2 separate regions of the Mus musculus genome follow, and region 2 is linked to region 1. Evidence: chromatin contacts called from public HiChIP or PLAC-seq data. All regions are on one chromosome and are shown on one strand. The core of a region is the stretch at or near the end of the contact, and the rest is flanking DNA. Distances in the headings are between cores, read along the strand shown.

Region 1 (5,705 bases), core at 1,412-3,911:
GAGAATGCACCAAAGACTTACCTATAGGCACATCTATGAAGGCATTTTCTCACTTGAGAGCCCCCTTCTCGATGATTCTAGCTTGTGTCAAGTTGACCTAAGATAAACAGGGATTCTGCCCTTTCCAAGCTGGACCTCAGCCTCCAAATCAGGTCCTCTGACTTCATCAGAGCTGGGGTTTTAGAAGCACGGAGTTAAAAGTAATCCTGATGTACGTGACCCGAGTGGACCCGAGTCCCTGAAATGAGGTGAGTTCGTGCAGGGGAAGAGTGGGCAGTGACTGTGGAGCCATGACCGCTTTGTCAGATGGTAGGGAGTGGGCACTGAGGGAAAATAGAGGAGACTGGAAATTATTCAGAAGAAATGGGGAGCCACTAAGAGTCCTTTTTAGACACTTCCTTTGGCAGGGATGTGCAGAATGTACTGTAGTGGGAACACAGAGCCTGGAGCCCGTTGGGCAGTTTGCCACAGAAAAACTACAATGTTCTATGCTGGAAGGTGGAGGCAGAAGTAAGAAAAATATGCACAATTTAATGAAATGTACTTAATTAGGCTGGTGCGAGTTACCAAAATGAATATCAGGAAGCAGAGAGGGGCTGTCAATATAAGAGAGGCTGACAGAGATGGAGAGGAAAAGAGACCTGGGGTCCAGTTCAGTTGATAGAGTACCTGCCTAACAGACAGGAACCCCAGCACTTCATACACTAGGCATGATGGTATATGCCTGCAACTACTCACTAGGGAGGTGGAAGCAGGAGGACCAGATGTTCAAAGCTATCCTTGGCTACATAACAAGTTCCAGTCTGGCCTGGGCTCCGAGAGACTCTCTGTCTCAAGAACAAATAATTGAAAGAACATGCTGTGAAGACGCTTGTGTCAATGCATCAGAAAACTTCAAAGGAAAGGATTTTCTTGAACCAATCAAGCTTGCTCATGAAGAAATAGATGATTTGAACAGCCTCATTTCTGTTTTTTTGTTTTTTGTTTTCCTAAAGTAAAGAAGAGCTGGGTCTGGTGGCACATCATTTAACACCAGCACTTGGTGGGCAAAGGCAGGCGGATCTCTGTGAGTTCAAGGCCAGCCTGATCTACATAGTGAGTCCCAGGTCAGCTAAAGCCAGAGGGGGAGGGGAGAGAATCTTAAAATAAAATAAAATAAAATAAAATAAAATAAAATAAAATAAAAGACACTGCCTTTAACTTTGCTCTGCTCAGTGGAACAAATCGTGACTTTCAGTGTTATCCCAGGCTCATTCAAAGAATAGCTTACACTAGTTTCAATTAGGGTTCCACCTCTTTTTGCTTCTTTAAATTTTATTTTATTCAGTAACATGCATATCATGTACATGTATGGCATGTGTGTGCTGTGGAGGTCAGAGGACATCTTTTGAAGTCACTTCTTTGCATGAGGCAGAGTCTCTCTTGACCCTGCAGAGGTCTGTACTTCAGGTTTGCTGTCCCACAAGTTCCGAGTGAGTCCCCTGTCTCTATTTCCCATTTCTCATAGGACTGCTGGGATTAGAGATATGTGTCACCACATGTCTTTCTTACATGGGTTTCTAGGAGCAAACTCAGGTCACCAGACTTGCACTTCCAAGTGCTCCAACATGCTCAGCCAACTCACCAGCCAATTTTCATTAATAATAATAAAACATCTTTATTTTTGAGGCATGGTCTTACTATGTAGCCTTGGCTGACCTGGAATTTATTATCTAGACCAGGCTGGCCTTGAACTCACAGAGATCTACTTGCCTCAGCCTCCCAAGTGCTGGGGTTAGAAGTGAGTACCACCCTGTCCTACTAAAATTTTAAAAGACATACAAAACATATACATATACATACACATACACACACACATACTACATATGTGTGTGTGTGTGTGTGTGTGTGTGTGTGTGAATGTGGGTGTGACATGCAGGCATGTGTGAGTACATGTGTTCTTATTTTTAATATTAAATTTATATTTTATATTTATTTATATTTTATGTGCATTGGTGTTCTGCCTGCATGAACATGTCAGACCCCTGAAACTGGAGTTACAGACAGTTATCTGCTACGTGGGTTCTGGGAATTGAACCTGTGGCCTCTGGAAGAGTAGTCAGTGCTCTTAATCTCCGAGTCATCTCTATAGCCCTATTTTATTTTATTTTCATTTATTTATTTTTAAGACAGGTCTCAATATGTAGCCCTGGCAATCCTAGAACCCACTATGTAGACCACACTGGCCTCTAAACTCACAGAGATTCATCTTCCGCTGCCTCCCAAATGTTCAGTTCTGCATGCACAAGATTTTATTTCCTTTTTTAAAAGATTTATTTATTATTATACGTAAGTAAACTATAGCTGTCTTCAGACGCACTAGCAGAGGGCGTCAGATCTCATTATGGGTGGTTGTGAGCCACCATGTGGTTGCTGGGATTTGAACTCAGGACCTTCGGAAGAGCAGTCAGTGCTCTTACTCACTGAGCCATCTCGCCAGCCCAGGATTTCATTCCTTAGAATCAAAATAATTTTGACAAATCCTATTCCTCCAAGACGGCTCTTCATGCTAAGGCAGCCGGCGGTGTCTGTCCATGGTGCTGCTCATGATATCAACCTGTTTGTGCTTGCGCAGTTAGAAGACCCCCACACATCCAGGGACCTTTTTCTCTGTCCATGGTCCTGAGTACAATTCTCGGTTGCCATAGCAGCCCATGCTTTTCTCTCTTGCTGTGACGTCAGGGACTTAGGTGGTCCAAAAGAGCCTTACTCAGGCAAAAATAAGGACAAGCTCTTGTAACAGATGGTATGAGGAACGTGAGGCAGAGGACTAAGCATCAGTAGACAAGTCTAGTAGGCTCCAGGGGAGAAGTCTGGCGCTATCGGCAAAGGGGCAGGGTTACTATGAGCCCAGCAGAGCTCAGGCCTTGGAAAGACAGGAAAGAAACCGGAAAGAAAGCACCCCTTCCCCATGGGCTTGCTACAGTTGGGGATAATGAAAGAGGCCACAGCCTCTGGCCACTGGCTCCCTCTTGGCCCCATTCTGGCAGGCAGAAAAATGCCTGAAACACCCTCTTCTATATATCACACACTAACCTTTGGATGCAACCTCCTGGCTCAAGGAACTCTTAGGGCATGAGAAGCTGAGCCTGTCTTGTTTCTTTATTTGACAGTTTAACGGCCCCAAAGAAAACCCAATATTATGGGTTGAAGTTCCTTGAAGGCAGAATAGCTCCAGGTCTGACCAAACGTGGAGGCAATTACTATCTGTCACTTTATGTGTGGCATTCAAATGAAGAGAATAGAGGCAGAAGCAGGGTCAACTAGAGAGGGTTTCCCACAGTGAGCGCATCCTCAGGAGAGTTGTAGATTCAATTTCCACCTGACATGTTAGGCCATATGTGCTAGGGGCTGCAGAGGACTTTCACATATACTTCCTTATCAAACACAGAAAATCTGGGGAGGAAGATTTATTATTATTATTATTATTATTATTATTATTATTTATTATTTACATGATGAGGAGCTGATGCTTGCAAAACAAATGACTTACCCAAGGTCACATGATACAAATATTTGCAGAGTCTTTGCTTTTTCCTTTGTGTGGTTTAGGCTCTAAGGTGATGAACCCATCCATCCCCACTGGCTCCTTTAAGGGCTGAACCTGGAGTGGCTGAATGAGATTCATGACAGCCATGTATCCCCCCTTCATCAGCAGCATCTACAGGAGCCATGACTCCCGTTAGGGCTGGGGGTCGGAGAAATCTGGAGACCTCCAGGACCAGGGCTGTAGTGAGAGGAAGGAAGATGTCTCTGTGGAGGGGGTGAACTGGCAGGACTGGGAACAGAGGGGACTGACTCCCCGCTGGTCCCAGAACGATTCTCACCTGCCAATCGATAGCTGGAGACTCACGCAAGTGCTAATCAGATCCATTGACACACGCAGGCTGGGGCTACAATCCATTCTCACATGGAATGGTGGATCGATTCCTCATTCTCTGAAGTCCCCAACCAGGCTCATCAGGCTATCTCTTCTCCAGGGACCGACAAACTGGTTAACTCTGCACCTCTAGGTACCTGAGAGTTCTGCCTGCCTCTCGATCCTCTACTAGACACAATCTCACGCCCAAAGCTTTGCTTGGTAGAGAAATACAGGGGGGCTGGGGGAAGTGCAACAGGCCTAAGTTCCACTCTTTGATCCACAGCTAATTGTGTGACGTTGGACCAATCATGCCGCTTTTTATTCTATGTCACTTCTAACCTCAATTTTCACCTCTTCTAACCTCAATTTTCTCATCTGAGTAAGGGGGATAAAGATGTCAGCTCCATGGGGTTTCTACAGGTCCCATCTGTATGTCGTGATTGGAGGGCTAGACAAATTCTACAAACCCTGGCTAATATAAATCTAAAGCACAGGTGTCCACTGCCAGGGTCAGAGGCTCTTCCCTCTCCAAGCCCAGCCCTTTCCTCTCACCTCAGCCCACCGTTAAGGTCTGATGTGCTAGGTGGGCAGCTCTCCTGACATAGACTTGGAGGAAATTTCTCTTTTCTTGAGTTGTACCATCACACACACACACACACACACACACACACACACACACACACACACACACACACACGCTTGCATGCGTGCACTTGATCCCTTGATGTGGTCAGACAGCCTGGGAGTAGCCTCAGAATCCTAGACACGTAGCATAGAGTCAGCAGAAACCAAGGTGTTCAAGTGGAGCACCTGAAGAGAGGGTGTTTCTAAGGCTCTGGGCAAACATCTGTGTCCTCCTACATGTAAGACAGCATCCCAGCAGTGACACTGCCTCTAATGTCATCACTCAGAAGGCTGAAGCAGGAGGGTTGCAAGTTCAAGGCTATCCCGGGCTACATAAGGAGTTTGGGGATGGCTTAGACTGCACTGTGAGTCCCTGTCTCAAAAAAAACAAGCAAACAAACCTGCAGTCACACGTTGACAGATATTTTGATGAGACTCATCGGTTTACTCTCACTTCAGGAAGGAGCTCTGGTGTCAGGAAGGAAGATCACACTGTAGAGACACCACTCGTTTTCTTATGCCCCTGGCCATTGGTGACCCAGTGGACCAGGAGATTCTTGGCCAAGACTGGCTACAGCTTCCTTCCAGCTCCATGTGCTCTGAGGAGGGAGGGTAGACATTTGTGGGACCATCTACATTAGATTATGTGAAAACAGAGGAAACTTGTTGGCTGGAGGAAACTGGAACCGAGGTACAGAAGTATGGAGAGGCAAGAATTCCCGAGAAACCAGGCATTGTGGCTTACAACTGGAGTCTCAATATTTGGGAACCTAAGGGAGAAAGATTTTTGTGGGTCTGAGGCCATCATGGGCTACCAAGAGTGACCCTGTCCTCTCTGCAATCAAAATAAGACAGTCTGCAATGTTCCTTTCAAAACACAAAAATGGAGGGTGAGAATGTGTGAATACAGCTCACAGGTAATAGCCTGGCTTAGCACACACAAGGCCTGTGGTTCCATCCATACCAGGACAGAGAGGAGGGAATGAAGAACACAGGGGAAATCGCACTGATGGTTTTCCAGTTGCAGGGCTAACAGCTGTGCTTCCTGTGCACATAACAGGGTTTATCCAGCTTCCTCCATCCCTACACACGGGCAAGGCTTTTGGATACTGCTGTTCCTAACCATCTATATAGAACCATCTATATAACAGAAATGGTAGTACTGTAACTGATGCTTTTT
Region 2 (5,705 bases), core at 2,028-4,527, 81 kb after region 1:
CCCGGTGTGCACTTTGGGGTCTGGGCAAGCCCCGGGAACCTACAAGGAACTCTCAAGACCTAAAGCACTCAGATCAACAGTAGATTCTTCTGCCTTGGGATACTGGAGTGCCTTCCTAAAACGTAGAGCTTGGGTCTCTCTAGGGAGTCAATGAACCTGGGTTCTCTGCCCTTAAGCCTGGACAGGAGCCAGAATCTGGAGGATTTGCAAAGAGCCCAGTGGCAAATCCAACTTTCCCTTCGACTGGGTCAAAACAAGAGCTGTTCAGGAACCCAACAAAGTGCAGCTAGCAATGCGCTGGTGAGGTGGGTCATGGGCCTCTTCTTCCCTGTACTCCCTGAGAGTCCCAGATTCCTGGAGACATCCCTCACCAAGTTCTGGGAGGTGTGTTCGCTAATCTCCTGAACTCCATACCTAGCTCTAGTTCTGGAAGTCCAGCCCCTTGTACCAGCTCCACTCCCACCACAAGCCTCCCCTGAGAACCTAGGCAGGGCAAACAGCCTGGGCTTGAATTCACTTGTTTGAAAAACAGCTCCAGCCAAATCCTGCGGGAGGTGTGCCTGCCCTTGGGCGCTACAGGCTCCCATGAGCCTCTGAATTCCTTTGGGCACCCACCCCAATTCTAAGAAGCTTGCCCAAGGTCTGGGTCTCTGCTTCTGTCTAATTTGCCTCTGTCTTACCTTTCCTAGGCATGGTTAGAACTCGGTCTTCAGACCCAAAACTCTACTAACTCTACTCAAGGGGTGTCTCCCACTCCTGCCTTTGACTAATTCAAAAGACAAACAAATATGGAGGCAAACAACAACAGCAGCAGCAACAACAACCAACGGACCAAGGAGAGGCCCTCACATTCTTAGAACACCTCAAATACCAAACGACAAATTCCAGAACACACGTTAGGTATTCAGAGAAGCCCCCAAATAGAAACTATATCACAACACCCACAGATACAAATCACGAATACAGTCACAGCAGCAAACACACCCCAAGAAACACTGCTGCCTAGAAAAGGAACATAGAGTGTGCACAGGACCCTAAGCTCAGAGACACAGACAGTCCTGGAAGCAGCAGACCTTTCCAGGAGCACACAGCCCGTCCCAAGCTAGTCATCTCTTCTAATCCTAAATGCTTTTAAAGAAAATCCTCTGCCCTGGGAGGTGAGGGGAAATGGAAGCACCTCCCTCCCCGCCCCGGTCTGCTGAGAAGAAAGGAACAGAAAGCATTTGCCAGGCTCCAAAATGTTAAAGCTCAATAAAAGTGGAAACCATTGAACAAAATCTGTGGCAACAGTGCTCCCTTTCCCATTTCTTAGGAAACAGGGAAGTGGTTTAACTCGTTCTGCAAATCGACTCCAGATCCACAAGAACGCCCTTCCTTCAGAGAGGAGAGGCCAAGCAGCTGCAGCCTAGGTAGTGCGAGCCCACCTCAGGCGGCAAAGTCCTGAGTCAAATTATCCAGCTAGCGCCATGGCCTCTCTCCTGGGCGAGGAAGGATGTTCCGTGGCCACGCAGCCGGGCGACGCACAGGAAACAACAGCCAGGGAGAAAGAAAATGGGTCTGAGCACCCAGGGCCTGACTCTGCCCTGGAAGTCGCACACCATTCCTTACCTTTCTTGATCACCGATTGGTCCAGGAGGCTCATTCCAGGGTCATCTATCGCCTGCAAATAGAAGAGGATGGCAGTGAGGGTCCGTATGGACCTAGTCGCCCAGCTACCCCTAGTCCATGTCTGCTCCGCCCTACGCGTACCACCGGCTGCCTGAGGCGGCTACCGGGGGACAGGCGTGACCAGGAATAGCCTGGGCTCAGCACCATATGCGTCTAAGCTGCAGCACTGCCTGGATGATTGCCTTGCCTTAGATAGACCACTCCTGTGCCTCTCCTAACCCCGGCCCAGGTTGCCCCTGCGGACTGGGACTGGGTATGGATGCCCACCATGGCTCAACCCTACAGTGGGGAGAGAAAGAAGTGATTCCACGAGGGCTGCTGCCACCCAGGCACAGTTCGAGGCCATCTTTTGGCCAGACAGCATCTAACGGAAGACTCCCTGTTAGCGGCAGAGATGGAAAGTTGCACCTGGGAGAAGAGCCGGGCTCCTACTTTTGTTACTTTTTTGTTTCCAGCCAGGATGCTAAATCGCTGCCCATCGGGACCCACCGTGGCTCACTCTGGGCTTACCTGCAATTCCTCCAGACCGGGCGGCTCCGCCAATCCTGGAAGACCGAGGGGAGCATCGGCCAGGCCGTGCGCGCCGTCGGCCAGGCTGTGCAGGAGCCGGGGAACCGCGGCGGCGTAGTCTCGGCGCGGGTCGAGACCCAGAGCGCGGGCGGGTGGCGCCAGCAGGCCCGGCGGCTCGTCGTGGGCGCGGGCGGCCGCACGGGGTGCGGCCCAGGCGGCCTGCGGGGGCTGCGGCTGCGCCAGGGGCGCTAGGCCGCCGTAGGGGTCAGCGGCGAGGTGCGGAAAGGCAGCGGTGGCGTCGGGACCCTGGCCGTAGGGCAGCGGCGCCTGAGGGTAGGGCGGCGGGAAGTAAGGAGGATGATAGTCCGCGGTGGCAGAGGCGGCGGGAGTGTGACACAGTGGCGGCGCGGGCCCGTAGGCCGCCTGGGGCAGGGACGACAGGCGGGTCCCGCCAGCCGCTGCGCCCAGCCCGTCGGGGCGCTCCTGCAGAAGGGGAGGCGTGCGTTAGGTGACCCATGAGCGGCCGAAAAGACACCAGCCCGCCAGGTCCCCTCCAGCTCGCGGGTGTCCTGCAGCTGTCCACCGGCGTTGGCCCCGCGGGCGCCGCGGCCCCAGGCTGGAGACCAACCACGTACGGGTCTCTGCCACCACTTCCTGGGCTGCCAAGAGGCCCTACGGTCCCCTACCTTCGCGATTTCGTTGGCGCGGGGGTGGGGGGCAGAAGGTTTGGAGGCTTCAGCAGCCAGGCTCCTCGATGCCCTCTGCCCAGTGTGCCCGGGACCCGAGTCTACTCACCATGGCGGAGTATGTGTGCACCAACATGGGGCGGGTAGTGTGGGGCGTGAGGTGTGGCGGAGACACAGCCCTCGTTCGACGGCGAGGCGAGAGCCGGGAGCCCTTACAGCCCACGGGGATCACCGTCTGGAAGCTGGGGGTAAGTCTGCCGGGAGTCCAGAAGGTACGGGGTACTCAGCGGGGGACGCCTGCGGGAGCGTCCATGGAAATGGGCCAGACGGGAGCTGATGGCACTTGGAAAAAAGTCGGGCAACGGGTGCCCAGCGCCCGCCCTCTGAGCTCAGCCTGCTCCATGCACTCTAGTTATAGCGGCGGGGGCGCGCTCGGGCCTCTGGGGGCGCGCATTAAAGAGACAAGCTATGGCCTATCTCAGCCTTTTCCCTTGGCTGCGGAAAGGGAGGCGTGGCTCTGGTGGGAACCGGTGGGGTGAGGAGTGAATGAATTCGAGTCCAGCTGATGTGAGCTCCTTCTGGCCTCCAAGCTTGCAGCTGCGATCAAATGGGATTCGAGGCTGGAATGCAACTCAGGGGTCTGTGTTCGCTCGGGTCTGTGAATTTTCTCTTTACATTTGCTTATTACATTAACTTATTTAGTGGAAGGGCTCACCCGTGTGCCCGATGTGCGGGTCAGAGGACAACTTGCAGTAGTCAGTTATTTGCTTCCATCCTGTGGGTCCTGAAGGTTCGAACTCAGGTCTTGAGGCTTCGTGGTCAATGAATTAACCCAATAAACGATCTCGCCACTCCCTTCTAAATCTTTTAAAATTAATGCTTAAACAAATGTACGCGTTCGCCTTTGAGTTTGAGCAAAGCATTCCTTGTTTCTGGTATCAGCTTTCTTCCCTGTTAAATGGTCTTTTCTCTGACCACCCAAGGGTGAGTGTGGAATACACCGGTGAGTGGCAAACTCAAGCCCATCAGTTTATGTGCATACTTGTGTCAGTGTGTGTGTGCGTGTGTGTGTGTGTGTGTGTGTGTGAGAGAGAGAGAGAGAGAGAGAGAGAGAGAGAGAGAGAGAGAATGAGAGAGGGGGTGTTAGCAACCTCTCTTTCATGGTTTTGGATCCAAAAAACGCTCTGAAAATGCTGACTTCTCTCAGACTTTCTAAGCTGGTAATCCTCAATGCCAAGCCAGGATCCTTGGATGCTGAGGACACCACCTAGGCACAGAGAGTAGGAGTCTGGCATGATCTGCACTTAAGAAGAGGCCAAAATACTGACACAGGGTGGAAGGGGTGCATTGTCACACCTAGGCACAGTCTACGCATTTGTGTGTCACCATCACCATGGCAGGTGCTCTCTCTCTCTCTCTCTCTCTCTCTCTCTCTTTCTCTCTGTCAAACATGCCCTAATGACCACTACCAATCCCTTTTCTTTCTTCCAAAATTTAACCCGTCTGTCCTAAGAAGCAGAGATGGGGATTAAGAAAAGGCAAGTGAGAGAAATCCTAATGACAATGAGAATTTAAAAAGCAGAGGGCTGGAGAGATGGCTCAGTGGTTAAGAGCACTGACTGCTCTTCCACAGATCCCGAGTTCAATTCCCAGCCGCCATGTGGTGGCTCACAACCATCTGTAATGAGATCATATGCCCTCTTCTGGTGTGTCTGAAGACAGCAAAAATATACTCACATAAAATAAATAAATCTTAATAAAAAGCAGAAAGATGTTTTCTTTTTCATGTTGAAAATAGGGAGGGGATAGAAATGGTCACGGTGCCCACTCACCACACACCGTTAATATGGAGTCTCCTAACTCACCAAGTCCTTTGTCACCCTCATTTTCAAGTGAGGAACAAGGCACAGAGAGGCTAGGTGACTTACTGGCCTATGGTCAAACAACTAGTTCAGTGGCAGTGCTGGGGTGGCCCTTCTCTGTTCTCAGGATCATTATTCTTTCCTGTCTTGGACTCAGGCATTTAAAATTTAGTCTCACTCCTCAGAGGCTGTGTAATTCTGGACAAGTCTGGCTTCCTCTCCAAGTTCTGTTTCTGCAACAAAAACTAGTGGAGAGGAATCGCTGCCACCTTCTGTTTCTTTCTGGTGAAGAAACAGATGAGAAGGTAAAAGTGATACCATTGAGAGATTAGAACATTAACCTATGTTCTAGATGGCACATGGCTAGAACGAAGCCGAGGCTGGATTTCTTTCAGCCATGACACATGGGATGGGGCTGTGGGGGCTGTGAGGAGAGGATGAAACTAGCTAGTATCCGAGGATTCATCCCTGAGAGCTTCCCAGAGGCCGGAACCAGCAGCTATGATGGCGGGGGAGGCAGATGGGGGCAGCTGTGAAGCCTTTCTCTTCAGGACAGATCTAAGATCTGGTGTGAGTTTGACTTTGTTATCCACAGCTGTGCAGCTTTCCTCCTCAGGATGCATCTAAGATCTGGTGTGAGTGTGTGTTTGTTATCCATGTCTGTGCCTGCTTCCCTCACCCTAGACCCTTGACCTCAGTCGTGAGACGTCTGAAATGAGTCTCAGAGATAGATGTCAGTGCATTGCTCACAAGTTGGTAGACTCCTGTGGGGAAGGTCCAGAAACCACGATGAGGGATGCGAATGATGCCTGGACCTAGCTTGAGGACCCTCCCCTCTGCTCTTCTGCCGGGCGGGCCGGGATGGGCTCTGTCTCTGCCTCACTGGCTTCCCTCACACTTGCCACCAGCTCCTCTTACTCTGCCCGCTTTCCTTTGTATTTTCACCTCCTCTCATCATCAGCAGACAGTTGTGAGCTGT

What was found. HiChIP or PLAC-seq counts read pairs in DNA pulled down with a chosen protein or histone mark.
Region 2: a contact with region 1 is called in an H3K4me3 HiChIP or PLAC-seq map of craniofacial prominence, with 2.3 times the contacts expected there. The contact joins the promoter of Tfap2e here to the enhancer-like site in region 1. A contact is called at or near these places in 9 of 39 promoter capture datasets (3T3-L1-derived adipocytes, the C10 cell line, the HPC-7 cell line and 5 more), 4 of 15 datasets of contacts at CTCF or cohesin (the G1E-ER4 cell line and embryonic stem cells), 17 of 484 Hi-C or Micro-C datasets (the G1E-ER4 cell line, the HL-1 cell line, the P5424 cell line and 6 more), 13 of 115 datasets of contacts at active chromatin or transcription factors (bone marrow-derived macrophages, craniofacial prominence, effector CD8 T cells and 7 more) and 4 of 9 other capture datasets (adipose tissue, embryonic stem cells, liver and 1 more).

The regions. Positions count from the first base shown.
Region 1 is chr4:126,652,925-126,658,629 of GRCm38.p6, forward strand. No RefSeq gene overlaps it. Among named protein-coding and RNA genes, the nearest start is that of Psmb2, 22 kb to the right of the region's middle. Within about 2 kb of position 2,662, at least 25 of the 459 cell types and tissues checked have an H3K27ac peak or open chromatin away from gene starts, as enhancers often do. A contact at or near this core is called in craniofacial prominence, where this site is marked.
Region 2 is chr4:126,732,992-126,738,696 of GRCm38.p6, forward strand. It overlaps Tfap2e (transcription factor AP-2, epsilon), which reads right to left and starts at 3,278. Exons shown (of 7, transcript NM_198960.2): 1 at 2,974-3,278; 2 at 2,179-2,661; 3 at 1,609-1,660. The coding sequence starts at 3,000.